Regions from separate parts of the Athene noctua genome. Here region 2 is linked to region 1. Evidence: chromatin contacts called from public Hi-C data. All regions are on one chromosome and are shown on one strand. Each heading gives the region's core, a stretch centred on a gene start, on an enhancer-like site or on the middle of the called end of the contact. The rest is flanking DNA. Distances are from core to core; before and after follow the strand shown. Region 1 holds the start of FGGY (FGGY carbohydrate kinase domain containing). Region 2 holds the start of JUN (Jun proto-oncogene, AP-1 transcription factor subunit).

Evidence for each region. A called contact is a pair of places that touch in the nucleus more often than the background predicts.
Region 2: a Hi-C map of heart shows a contact between it and region 1, with 3 times the contacts expected there. The contact joins the promoter of JUN here to the promoter of FGGY in region 1. A contact is called at or near these places in 2 of 2 Hi-C or Micro-C datasets (heart and liver).

What each region holds. Positions count from the first base shown.
Region 1 is chr5:4,669,515-4,676,143 of bAthNoc1.hap1.1, forward strand. FGGY (FGGY carbohydrate kinase domain containing) reads right to left here and starts at 3,877. Exons shown (of 15, transcript XM_074906107.1): 1 at 3,423-3,877.
Region 2 is chr5:4,823,370-4,830,813 of bAthNoc1.hap1.1, forward strand. It overlaps JUN (Jun proto-oncogene, AP-1 transcription factor subunit), which reads left to right and starts at 3,326. Exons shown (of 1, transcript XM_074906104.1): 1 at 3,326-5,524. The coding sequence starts at 3,913. The coding sequence ends at 4,857. The region is part of intron 1 of LOC141960529 (a long non-coding RNA gene); the gene reads right to left.

The sequences.
Region 1 (6,629 bases), core at 2,627-5,126:
TAATTTACAAATTATCTGTTTGAATTATAAAATACATAGAATGCAATTCAAAAGGCACAATTCCAGCTCACGTAAGCACACACACACTAGCTTTAAATTGTGCTCCTGGAGCAAATCAGCCTCAGCACCGTGAGCTTCAGTGCAGGGTACACAGGCTTACCTGGAATCCTGGGTAAATAAAGCCATTATGCTCCTGTGGATACCAAATCAGCCAACTTAGGTTAATGCTGATACTCTAATCACATCTGTAGATTCCAGTGCTACATCAAGGTTGAATTTGGCACTAGCGGTGTGATTACGTATCAGCAGATCAGTATAAAAATAATTTGTTCTGAGTTCACAGTTTTATGAAATGACAAAACATCAAAAATTAGCATTCTGGCTGAAATCCACTGCATTTCCCATCAAGGCTTACACATTTAAGCAACATCTGAACCAACTGTCTATAATTACTCCTGGCAGATACTAGAACACTTAGGCCAGTAGTAGATGCAACAGTGAAATCAATTTTTAAAGACATGCTGTAAATCACTTCTTTCAAGATGCTCAGCCCAGAAGCAAACATGTGTCCATAAGCCGAATCCACAATTTACACTGTTTGTTCACTCTTGCATAATAGGAGCATGGGAAGAATGACAGCCCTATGTAATTGGTCATTTTAAAATTAAACATTTATTTGGGCTGCAATTCCAAAAACACTAGCCCTGAAGTTCCTGTCACAGCTACTTAAGAGGAAGCGAGGTTGCACATTAGCTTAGGTTGAAAAAAACACCAATTCTGCACAAAACTCAGATATCTAGATAGATCACACGTGTGTAACACGTCTACATCCCCTTCTTTTTTACAGTGAAAGAAGAATCACATCTGTTCATCTGCACACAGTGAGTTCTCTTCCTTCTCCCTACATACACAGCTGGGGGGTTTTCATTTGGTTGGTTTGTTTTTATCACAGCAGGATCATTAATAAAGCAGATTTTATCAGTCTCATAATTTCAAACTCCCACAAAGACAAGCCTGAAAGAGTATCAGGCCAACACCTCTCTAAGTTCCCTTCGATGCCTTTTGCAAAACAGCTCAGAAGTCAAAAGCTTGCAAGCTTGTTTGCCCCAAATAGCTGAAGGTCACCAATTTTCAAACTTTATTTTATGAACAGTCTGAGTACTTTCCCTTTCACATGTGAAAATGCAGAGGGGAAACTGAAGGCAGCTCAAGACACCAACCAGAAGGTATTAACAAGAGCCAAAAAAACAAACAATGTGATCAGAGATTTCCCTTTGAAAACGAAGCTCAGAGACACCTCTCTACCACGGCCACGCCGCTACTGTTGATTATGCACACCAGGCTCTTTGGTATTCCAGTGGCAGGTACTAGGGAAAAATTTCAACGCAAGTCATTACAAAAGCCCAAGATACAAAACAGGAACACGCAGGAGAGCTATTCTGATCCTCTCCTGTAAATCTACCAGTTCTCAGGAAACAGATCAACCTTTTACAGAATCAAAAGCACGTTTAAAGGAAGAACGGCTTATGGAAATAGAGAAGGCAGACTTACTAAGGAAGTACAAGATACAGAATGGGTAAGAGCCCTTCTTTGGGAAGAGGACTTTTCAAAAGAACCAGCAGTTTCAAATGGTAACTTAGCTGTAGGACTGTTTGAAACACAGGACACGGTAACAGAAGTAGTAAGAATACACATAAAAACTTCCCAGCATAGTACCAGTTTATTTAGTCTCTCCTGACACTGTAAGTTTATTTCTGCCCTGATTCTTACAGCTGGGAACAGCTGTACCTACAAGAACCCAATTCCCCCCCGTCTTCCTCTTTCATCTCTTATCCCAGGCACTCTTCCCAGGGAGAAGGAAAAAAAAAAAAAAAGAGCTTTTTTTTTTTCCCCCAAACCATATGCCAGTACATATTCCTGAAGGGGGCCATTAACATTTAAAGACACTTTAAAATTTCAGTATGTTTTTGTACTATATTTAAGTACATTTAGAAAAAAGCTAATTTGAGTAAATTAAGCAAATGGCCTTCCAGGATGAGGGAATACATGAGGATGAAAAACGAGGAGACCACCTTCACAGTAACATGACTGTTTATTACTTTCTAAGAACCTCAGAGATGAGAGAGCTCTCTCCTCTCCTTCCCTGACATTTATTTCTTAAGTGTTCTCCAGAGAAGAGGCACTGATGCTAAATTTATTAAACTAGCTAACAAGTCCCAGGCACCTCAGTAGAGAAAGAATCTGCAAGGTCACCAGTTCCTAACTGGTGCAGAGCACGTCACCAGCGAGGAACACAAGTTACGGGGAGGTCTGGAGCCAAGCACAAGTAAACTCCACCAGGTTATTGGGGTGGGCTCCACGCCAACCCACAAGCTTTATGGGAACGCAGGAGCAACTGCCATGCGAAGGAGATGGTGCCGCAAAGGTGCGAGAAAGCGGAGCTGCAAGAAGAGGAAGGAGGCAGCGGTGGAAGCGAGCGGCGAGGACACACCAGCGCCAGAGATGCAAGACGGAAAATACCAACTTGAGTAAGGGCAAGAAATACATTTGAGGAAATCTCCCAAGGATCTGCAGGATTAAGCAAGTGTGTGAATGATGTACGTGTCCCACCTGCCTATGCCAGGTCACCTGAGCGCTGCCGTTTAAAGCTCGGGGAAAGGCAGGAGGGAACGTGGTAACTCCTACACCCTCGTCCACTGGAGGAATCGCTGGGAGGAAGCGATGTGCCTACCCCAGCCCTGCAAAATGTCAAGTGTCTGCCCAGGCGCTGCGCACCCCCCGCGCAGCCTGGGGCCTGTCAGCGCAGAGGGGCTGTGAAAAAGGGCAGACCCCTTCTCGTTAAGTGTAGGCGTTATATATAGGCTGTGCTGTTGAGAAACACAGTAAAAGCAAACTTTGGGAAGTCAGGCTGGGAGACTAGAATGTAAATCCTATAATGCCCCACCAGCTACACCAAAACCAGGCTCTGAAACTGATCCGGAGCAATTTAATCGCACAGTCAACATACGCCCTGAAGAAGCAGCGAGAGGGGTTCCCCTGGGAAAAACCCGGAGGGCGTGGGGGGGGGGGGTGTCACACCGCAGGTCTTTGAATTAAAAACAAAACAAAACACACCACCGCAAACGCGACAGCGTTTCTCAACCAGCAGCACCTCCCGAACGGGGAAGGAGTTTTCTTCAATGTCACCGCGTTCTCCTTTCAGCGCGGAGCTCCGGAGCGGGGGCTGGGCCGGGCTGGGCGCCCGCCTGGGCCTAGCAAAGCCGGGCCGCCCCGGCCAGCGCGCTCCCCTCAGAGGCGGCTCCCGCCTCGCCTGCCTGAGGTGCGGGGGGTAGGGGGGGAGCCCGCCCGGCCGCGGCTTTCAGTCGCCACCGGGCCTTGGCGAGCGTCAAAAAATACAAAAAAAAAAAAAAAAAATCACTTACTTGTCCAAACTGAAACACTAGATTAGCTGCGCAGGGAGCGGGCTACACAAACCGCGCTTTTCCTGACAGGGCAATTTCCCGCCCGCCGGCCGCTGCCGGGAACCCGCCGCGCTCCGCACCCCCCGCGCTTGCGCCGCCGTCCCCGCGGCGGGGCGGGGAAGGGGGGGAGCCGCCGGGCCTCCCCCCGCGCCCCGCTCGCCTTTGAAGGCCGCGCCGGCCGGTGCCGCCATCTGGTTTAGGTTTGGGGGCCGGTGTGCGGAGCTGGCCCGAGCGCTGCCACGGGGCTCTGCGGTGTGTTAGGCAGAGCTGTCAAGCTGCGCTGCCCTGGAAAGCCGAGCGTGCACTGTGCCCTGTCAGGAATTCAACCCATACGAGCGGGTTTTGCCTCGGAAAGGGAATCGTATTTCTCCTTTATTTAAAAGCGAATAAAAGAGGGGGGGAAAAAAAAAAAACCACCAACCAAAAAACTAACAACAAACCCAAGAGGGGGGTTTGGCTCTTTTTCTTAAAGGCGTTGTTGCTAAATCGTGTTTCTCAGCCGCAGCTCTGTTGCCCTACAAAGACTGCAGAAATACTGGGGGTTGGAGAAGCCTTTAGCATTGAAGTGGTGCAAGAAGACACATCGAGAGCCAGGGCAAGAATAAACAGAGGGAAACAAGCAGAAGGGCATGTCCAGACTGAGGACGTACCCCGCTTTGACCCGTAAATACAGAATCACTTCTTAAATAAACAAAACAGGACTGCGAGCCACAAGTTTGATTTTCTGCATGGGGTTCTTCTGTTGGGGAGTTTTACCTGAGAAGTTGGGAAATTTCCTGATGTGAGGAATAAACCCTGAGTTTATTTAAAGTTTGCTTAAAATGGAGGACAGGGCAGTTGGATCCCCTCAAAAGCATCTCTTAGAAACAGAGATGGGCCAGCCATGGCAGGCCCAGACCCCACCACATCCCTCATGACCCACGTAGGGAGGAGCAGATAGAAAACCTCACATTCCCATGATGTCCAAACACTGCTGAAGAGGCCCCAGGGAGCCAGCAGGGATTTTTCCCGTTATCCCCCAAATACTCTACAGCAGGAAATCTTGTATCAAAAAGCTCTCTTGCAACATCTCCAGAGTTCTCCCGCTTTGGCCCAAGCAGAAATACTGCAGGAACAACCTTGCTCAGGGAAAGATGAGTGTTGTCTCGTGGTTAGAGCACAGGGTTCGTGGTCAGGAGCTGTGGGTTTTCATTCCAGCTTTGCCACTGAATCATTTTGAGAGCTTCGCTGGTCACTTTGTATTAGAACCAGTTAGTAATTTTCCGTTGGGATGATTTTCTGATGGAAAACACTACTTCTACAAAACTGAAATCTTCTGGGTGAAAATCAACTTTCTGTTGGGAATACCGTGCGTCTAGGTGAGGTAGGAAAGGCAACACAAACTGAAGCATTTGGAGTTTGCTTGCATTAGTCCAAATGCTTTGCTTTGGATAGACAGATTTAAAAAAAAAAAAATACCACCTTCCTGACTGTAATTCCAAGTCAGCTCATTGCAGGGTGGGAGTGTGTGCTCTCATGCTCTGCTTTGCTCCCCGGGAGGTCGGCACCTCCCATAGCGGGAGGCAAATTTCTCTCTTCTGCGACGTGTACATCCCAATCTGAGTCAGAGCGGCCCAGGCACACGGCACCTGGCCCCTGGGAACAAATCCTGGCGTAAGGCTACTGCTCTGACCAAGGAACTGCACCGCGGAGAGAAAGTGTAGAGTTCAGAGACACAAACAAGCTGTTTCACCTTAGTTCAGTGATCCCAAACAAAATACTGTCACTGCAGATATACCAAAATGTTTTGTTCCACTGAAATGCTGTAAAATGAAGCCTGGACAAATGGGCCTGAGTGTGCTTTCACTATCTCTGACAATCAAATCCTATAAAACCTTCCATACACGTGCTGAGCTCCGGATTATAGTTCCTGTTCTTCACCCTCCCAACTATGTCCCTTCTTCACTGTTTTGTTTCAGAATCCAATTCCTCTGTTCATTAAAAACAAATTTAACTATTTATGTCTTCCAAATATTCATAGATTGCTGACTCTTTAAGTTGTTCTCCTCCCACAGTGTATTGGTAGACACCATTTAAATCTCTCAACTTCTGTTTTGCCAAGTTAAACATTAACCATTTATATTTTCTTTCATAACAGCAAGTTTTGGATTATCTAATAAGCTTTCTCTGCACTTGTTTCAGTCAGAATTAATATTTTCTGAACATGAATGATCACAGCCCAACATAATGCGTAATGTTCAAAAAGATGTCTCGCTAGTGACTTGTACAGTGGCAATAATAATAATAATAATAATAATAATAATAAATCCCTGTGCAGCCTTTTAGTTACAGACAGGGATCAATTTTGCCTTTTTTGTACCTATATCACATTAGTACCTTGACTTATTCAGGTCTTTTTGCTCCAAAAAAATGCAAAAGAAATTAAATGTCTGTAAGTACAGACAAATGCATTACTTTTCCTTAATATAATTTTCCATTTCATTATACTTCTCTAGCACTCACATGGTTTCTTTCCAAGGGGGTGACAAATGAAGATATTTCGAGAACAGTTACAAGACCTTTAGCCTCCAAAATCAGAGTCCTGAAAATGCTTTTTTTTTTTTAAATGAAAGAATCAAAGTTTAGATTATCACATATTTCCAAGACCACATGAGGCTTAATTCATTACGCCTTTGAAATATTCTGAAAGCTGAGGGTTAAGAGGTGTTATATTAGTGCAGAATAATGATGATTAATTTGTGTTTCATCTCAAATGCAGGAAGAATAGATATGTGTGCAGTGGATCCTCTATAATTTCAAAATCTTTCTATAAACTTCAAAATATCTTGTAGACGTGTGTAGCTTAAATGCAAAACGAGGCCACTTTTTTTCCTGTTTAGAATGTGGCTGTTGTAGTTTTGTTTCAGATATTACTGCTTCAAATAACCTTCCTCTTCTTCCAAGATTCTGGACAGATTCGCTTAAAATTTACCCTTCTGCCTTTTCATTACAGAGTAACTAATGAAAATTCCATTTTAAATGTGCTTTCTGTGAGACAGGAACATTCTTTTTTTTCATTTTTAACAAAAGCCCGTATTTCAAACTCTAGGGATACAGCTTCAGGTAGCGTAAATCAGCATTGCTCTAAGATGGCCCGCAGTCCTCTCAACCAGCTCTGCAGAAAAATTT
Region 2 (7,444 bases), core at 2,076-4,575, 150 kb after region 1:
TCAGAGCTCTCCTGCTATGCACAACCTTTCTGACCAGCTTGACTGTCTACTGCCAGCCTCGACCAAATAACCTCTAAGTGAGTAGCAATTAACATAATGAGTGGACTGATGGGTGTCCCCCATAGCTACAGGCCTCAGTAGCAACACGTCTCTGGCAAACTGGAATGTCTAGTCCTGAAACTCCACCTCTGTAAAAGGAAGGAAGTAGAAAACTAAAATGGGCGGAGGGTAAAAAAAAAAAAATTACATGATTCTAAATGAATCCCTCCAGCCTGATCCAACACTGGCTGAAGCTAATGAAAACTTGTCTTGATATCAGTGGAGCTGAACTGGACAAACTATAAAAGCACAGTTTTTCAGGTTATACAAATATGTATTAGAGTGGTTAGAGCTACACTGACCATACTCCTTGTAGTCTGAACTTGGCTTTCTAGGATGAAACACGCAGAAAAAAACTAAGAAGATAAAACAAAACAGCAAAACTCTAACCAATTAAATACGTCACCAATTAATCAGAACAAACTGAATTATTATTATGTGTATATACAGAAAACCAACCAAAGTAAATTATTTGCATGGCTTCCTATGTAACAGAAACAGGAAAAAAAAACCACCTTTTAAGCTTAATTTTAAAGTAATTCTTACTTCACAATAAAAACCTCCACACAGCAAACTACTTAAAATTCATGTCTTGCATTTCTCTCCAGAATTTCTTCCTTGCATAGACAAGCCCTTTCTAAACATCAAAAGTGCATGCTGACACAACAGAGACAGATCATTTATGGGCTGTCTCGGGGGAGTTTTAACGCAGCGAGGACCGCCACATCAGGTCCGACTAGATAGCCTGTCTCTGACAGGAGCCCAGCGCAGGTACCTGGGGGGGGCACACAAAACCAGGGCAGCACACGGCAGTTTTGCCTCGGGATGCTCTCCCAGGCACAAGTCATTTGCAGCTTTGGGATTTCCGGAGCCAGAGATGCACTCACTGCGTTCGATAGCCCTTAAGTGATTTCTCTTCTGTGAATTCATCTAATCACTTTAAAATCCCTCAGTCCACACAGCACTCTTGCCAAGGAGTTCCACAGCTTAACTACAATTCTGTGAAGGCATTTCTCTGGTTGGTTCTGAACCTGACAGTTTCATTTGATGCCCCTTGGCTCTTGTGCCAGAAGAGTCAGTCACTGGCCTCTATTTATCTTGTACGTAAAGATTAAAAGGAGTTAACTGCTTCTAGCATCCCCTGCATTAATGAATTTCAGAGATTTTCATGCAGTAACTTACTGCTGTTTGATTAAACTGCAGCTGAAGCTACAGCAGCAGTTGAGTAGTTTGAGTGACCTGCACCACAGACAGATGCTGCCTACGTGAAGGTTGTGTGTACGGCAACAGCACACGGCGAGCCCCCCTGTTCCCGGCCAAAACTCTGTATTTCGTGCCACAGACTGCTCACACAAACGTACAAAGAAGTGCATGTATTATTTGCGTAATTCCGGTTAGCACAGAGCAACACCAGTGCCCACCGTGTGGTCAAATGAACGTAGTGGCTGAAGTCAGGTGGGAACGCCGGGAGAAAACAGAGAAGGAAAAAAAAAAAATCAACAACTTCAAAGAGGGGAGCTAGACCTTCACTTTTCTTTCACAGCTGCTTGTGTTGCTGTTTGCTTCGTTGTTGCTTCCTATATTGTAACTGGTAATTATGTCATTATGTCTAGGAAAAAATAGCACCGGAGAATTTGAAAGTGTATTTTCAAACCTAGACATCAGTTCGTCAGCTTCACATATCGTAAAAAGGGATTGAACCTGACAGACCAAGTTCTTCACTGACGTATAAAGCTGGTCCACCCTCCAAGGGCAGGTAACAGCTTTGTGTTGCCAGCGTAAGGAGCACTTTTTGCACTGTTGGCAACACGATACAACAGTGCACCCCTCCAGTCCCTGTCCTACCCCTTATTATCACCTCTTGTCCTTAAACAGCTCCTGCACTTTATTCCAGAGGTAGCTGCCCACTTCCCAGAGGTACAAGGAGGTTACAAAGGTGAGCCCGGCGGGTGGGCATACCCTTTTATTAGAGGTAGGCACCCCACGTTCACCACGGGGCAGTTGGGGTGAACTAGAGATCCCCCTTCTGTTGCTCCGAGGTGAACGTGCCAGCACAGCCTTCGCTCCTCAGCTTGGATCCTTCGACTCCAGCCTTTCCCCTCCCTCCCGACTAATCTGTACCGCCACAGCAATACTAGGGCACTCTTGCTAAAATTAGGCCGTCGCTGTCCCCTCCCCTTGGTAGGACGAGTTTAGAGAAACCCATCCGGAACCCGGCTTTTTCCTGTCAGGTTTTATTTCCCCCCTCTCTTGTCCTGGCGCGTTGAGTCCGGGAACCGACATCCCCGATCACGGTAACGGCCAAGCCGTGCCCTTGCGAACCAGGCGGTACCGGAGGAAAGCCGGATTACGCGGGGGGGGGTGGCGGCCCACAGGGCCCCGGGGGGGGGTCCTCAGCGCTGCAGGGGGGCGGCCGAGCGCCCTCCGCACGGCGCTCCGGGAGCCGGGTCGCCCTTCGCGCACAGCGGGGCTCTGCCGAGCGGCACCGGCCCCGAGCCGAAGGCGGGCGAGGGCGAGGCCTGTGCCGCCGCCGCCAGCCGCAGCCCCGCCCGCCCGGCGGGGAGGGGAGGGGAGGGGAGGAGGGGCCGTGCCCTCGGCGGGGCGGGCGCGGCCCGGTCGGGGAGCGCCGCGGGCGCGTGGGCGGGGGCCGCCCCGCGGCGGTTGGTGCCCGCCCTGGCCCCGCGCGCGGCCGCCGCGGGCAGAGCCCCACCCCCGGCCCTGCCTGGAAACCGCACGGGCGGCGGGACGGCGGCGGGCGGGGGAAGTCACGTGACGCCTCCCCCGAAGCGCCACCTGAAGGGCCGTACCACCGGCGGGGGGGGGGCGGACGGACACACGGACACACGCAGACACGACGGGCCGAAACCCGCCGGCGCACGGCTGGAGCGCGGCCCCGCCTCCTGCCCGCCGCAAGGCCCGGCCGTTAAAACCGAACCCCCGGACACGAAAACAAAGAGGGAGAGGCGGCTGTTTGGGGGGCGAGGGAGGGAGAGGGGGGCCGATGGTCGCCCCCGCCCCTCCGGCGGGCGGTTGGTACGTGGCCGTTAAAGGAGGCGCCGGCGGCGGCCAACCCCGCTCGCGCGCTGGACGCGGTAACCAGATATTCAAAAACAAGACGTCAGCCCACAATGCCCCGAGCCGCCGCCAGCATTACCTCATCCCACAAGGCCCCGCGCCCGCCCTGAGAAGCTTCTAGGGGCGGGGTGGCCATGGCGACCGGCTGATATGCACCGGGCCGGGCCAGCGGCCCGCCTCCCCCGGGAGAGGCGGCGGCAGCCAATGGGGAGCCCGCGGGGTGACATCATGGGCTATTTTTAGCGGGCTCCCGGTCGCTGATAAGTGAAGGGCTCCACGCCGGGAGCGGGCTCAGAGCGCGGGGCAGGCGGCAGCGCGGCTCCGGGTGGAGGCGAGCGGAGCAGGCACAGCGCGGAGCCGGGGAGGGCGCGCAGGAAGGCGGGGAAAAGAGGAGAGAGGGGGGAAAAAAAAATATATATATAAAGTACGAGCGGCAACTTGTGGCGGTGGAGCAGCGTCCCGGCCCCGCAGCGGCAGCGGCAGGAGGAGGGCGGTGAGGCGCCCCGCCGAAGCCCCGCCAGGCCAGGCGGGCTCCCAGCGCCAGGGACCGCGGGCCCGGCCCGCGCCGGGAGGACTCTCCGCGCCCCGGTGAGAAGTAAGGCTCGGCTTTCTCCTTCTCCCCTCCCTGCGCGGCCGGGAGGGTTGGGGCGGCAGCGCGGAGCGGGGCGCAAGCGGCAGCCGGGCAGCTTCTCCTCCGCGCTGCCGCAGCTCCCGGCGCCACTCCGCGGACTCTGTTCTATGAGTGCAAAGATGGAGCCTACTTTCTACGAGGATGCCCTGAACGCCAGCTTCGTGCCGCCGGAGAGCGGCGGGTATGGATATAATAACGCTAAAGTGCTGAAGCAGAACATGACGCTGAACCTGTCCGACCCATCCAGCAACCTGAAGCCGCACCTGAGGAACAAGAACGCCGACATCCTCACCTCCCCCGACGTGGGACTCCTGAAACTGGCCTCTCCTGAACTGGAGCGGCTCATCATCCAGTCCAGCAACGGGCTAATCACCACCACGCCGACCCCGACGCAGTTCCTCTGCCCCAAAAACGTTACCGACGAGCAAGAGGGGTTCGCGGAAGGCTTTGTGAGAGCCCTGGCGGAACTGCACAACCAGAACACCCTGCCCAGCGTTACCTCCGCCGCCCAGCCCGTCAGCAGCGGCATGGCACCTGTGTCCTCCATGGCCGGCGGCAGCAGCTTCAACACGAATTTGCACAGCGAGCCCCCGGTGTACGCCAATCTCAGCAACTTCAACCCCAACGCGCTCAACTCCGCGCCCAACTACAACGCGAACAACATGGGCTACGCGCCTCAGCACCACATCAACCCCCAGATGCCGGTGCAGCATCCCAGGCTTCAGGCTCTGAAAGAAGAGCCTCAGACTGTACCTGAAATGCCAGGGGAAACCCCTCCCCTGTCCCCTATTGACATGGAGTCACAGGAGAGAATCAAAGCCGAGAGAAAACGCATGAGAAACAGAATTGCGGCATCCAAATGCCGGAAAAGGAAGTTGGAAAGGATTGCCAGGTTGGAAGAAAAAGTGAAAACTTTGAAAGCCCAGAACTCAGAGCTGGCATCCACTGCCAACATGCTCAGAGAACAGGTTGCACAGCTTAAGCAGAAGGTCATGAACCATGTCAACAGCGGGTGCCAGCTAATGCTAACACAACAGTTGCAAACGTTTTGAAGAGACTGTCTTAAACGAGAACTGTGATCTTGTGGTGTAACTGAAACAAAAAAACCAAAAGTGGCAGATGCATAAAGCTAATGGGAAAAGCTGGAAGGCTGAGTCCTGCCTGTGCTCTGCAAAGCGCATGTGTGGAAAGACTGGCAAGCCTTCAGCTTGAGTTAGTAGTGAAGCGGCCAGCACCGTGCCGAGAAGTGCTGTTCCTGCTCAGATGAGACGTCAGATCTTCGTTTAACATTGACCAAGACCTGCATGGACCTAACATTCGATGATCATTCAGTATTAAAGGTTAAACTGCAATAGAAACTGTAGATTGCTTTATGTAGTATTACTTAAGAAAAAAAAAAAGTGGGAGGGAGGTTTGTGGGAGGCTGATAAACAAAACAGAACTATTCTGCCTGCCTTCGAGTAAATTGTGTATGTACATATCTTTTTTTATTTTATTTTATGAAAGTTGATTAATGTCAATAAACTACTTCATGACTTTGTAAGTTATTTTTATGTTGTTTATTTGGGCGCTGCCCAGTATTGTTTGTAAATAAGAGGCTTTTTTTTAGCACTCTGAGTTTACCATTTGTAATAAAGTATAATTTTTTAATGTTTCTGTTTCTGGAGAAATTCTAGAAGGTTCTATTATATTTAAGAAAAATAAAATAATTAAAATGCATTTCCCCCTCACACTTTTTCTTTTGCTAGTACCTGAGCTGGGAAAATGCCCTTTGTGCTGAACTCTAGGGTTTATGTTAAACTTACTCGTTAACTACAGGCATGTCCTGAAGAATGTGTGTGAGGAGGAGGAGAGGGAAAAGCTAGATTCTGATCGCTAAATTAATACAACTTTCTGATTTGTCCTGAAGCTGTAGCTCCCAGTCATAACCTGACTCGCTTGCCTGCTGTATTCTAGTGGCACAGTTTAAAGAGGTCGTAGAGGGGTAGAAAGCCAGTGTATGAAACTGCTCCGTAACTGAAGCACTTGGCTACTTGACCTGGTATGCTTTTTTATTAAACTAATGCCCCCAAGTAGGTAAGGCAAGTGGATGTAGTTAAAAAATCAAACATGCTATAGACTTCAAAAATAGAAACATTCACCTTTATTGGAGTGTTCCTTCCTTGACAGGAGGTGATCCTTGTTTGTTAATATTTACAACAATGCTGCTGCCAACAGGAAAATAATTTCATACCCCTTTTCCTATCCTGAAATCCTTTCCCTTTTGGGTGCTACTATGGGTTCTAAACTTTTTAGCAATAGAAAAGCTGAGAAAACTCAACCTAGTGGGAAATGAAAAGAGCAACTTGCTGAAAACAGCAACTTCTCTGGCACTCCCCATGTACTTCTTATAACATAATCTTGGGTTTTACTACAATGACAACATAAATATATGCCTTAGAAACATGCTACTTAACTGGGGGGGGGGAGTGGGACCAATTATTACATCAGGATTTTCAACACTGTACCCAATTAATTTAGTTTCAGAAACGTATATTTGAAGGAGACCAGATGTTTTCCTGCTTGCTGTTTAGAGCCAAATGGCTACGAGGAAACATCAAAAGAGGATGCTATCAAAAGACAGCCAGAAGACTAGAAATTCATTATTGGTGAATGCTAACTTTTTAGAGTAGTCAGGCTTCAGGATGTCTTTTTTTCCTTAAAATAGGAATAAGCATAATTTTAACAGAGGTGACAGTCTTGTTTAAGGTCACAAGATGACTAGATAATTGGATATGTGTACCTTTACTATTATCAAAATAATATCTGGAAACTTGCAACCACTATGGGTCAGTTCCTTACCGGAAGCATAAAAGTATCTTTCCTCTAACTTTCCCCCCCACTCCCATATTATACGTGTTTTATCATATGAGGGGTTGTTTTAATGTTTAAAACGTGATAATATGGTAATCTCCTTCCACATCATAACCCGAGTGTCAAGGTAGGCACTGTTTAGATGGTATTTGCTGCTGTCAGAGGAATACAATTGTAATAACACCAACCAAACAAAGGGTTACTAGGAGGATACTGGAGTTTGCCAAGAGTACATTTTGCTGATGTCAGCAACCCGGAAGGTAAGTTGATTTTGACCATATGTAGGAATAGACAGCAGAGGGATAATACACAGCACTGCTGGGTGTGGTTTTACAGGGATTTAGCAAGTGCCAACTAGCAAAATAAGCAGGGCAAGGAGATTAATTACCTGCAAAGGTGCATGTTTAACTCTCAACAGTGCTGGGTTATGGAATAGATGTTACTAGCAAGCATTTTCCTTAATCACATAATTACGTAAAAAATAAATACATTATATAAAATACTATGTTAATTAAATACAGCTGAGTGACAGTCCGCTCCACCCTATCCTAATACGCACACACAGACATTTAGCATTGCAGTTATGTGTTTTCTCTCTCAAGTGCAACATTCTGTAGCACAGGCAAAAAAAGTCACTGAGTACTAGCACTGCTTGTGTCTGAGGGGTTGGTTTCTGTGACACGAGTTACTCGGTCCAGCTCAGGAGGTACTTGGTGTCCAGTCAGAGAATCTACTGCCAACCAAAGTGGGTTTTAGTGCCAGTTCTGCAATTTCACAAGAAGAAGA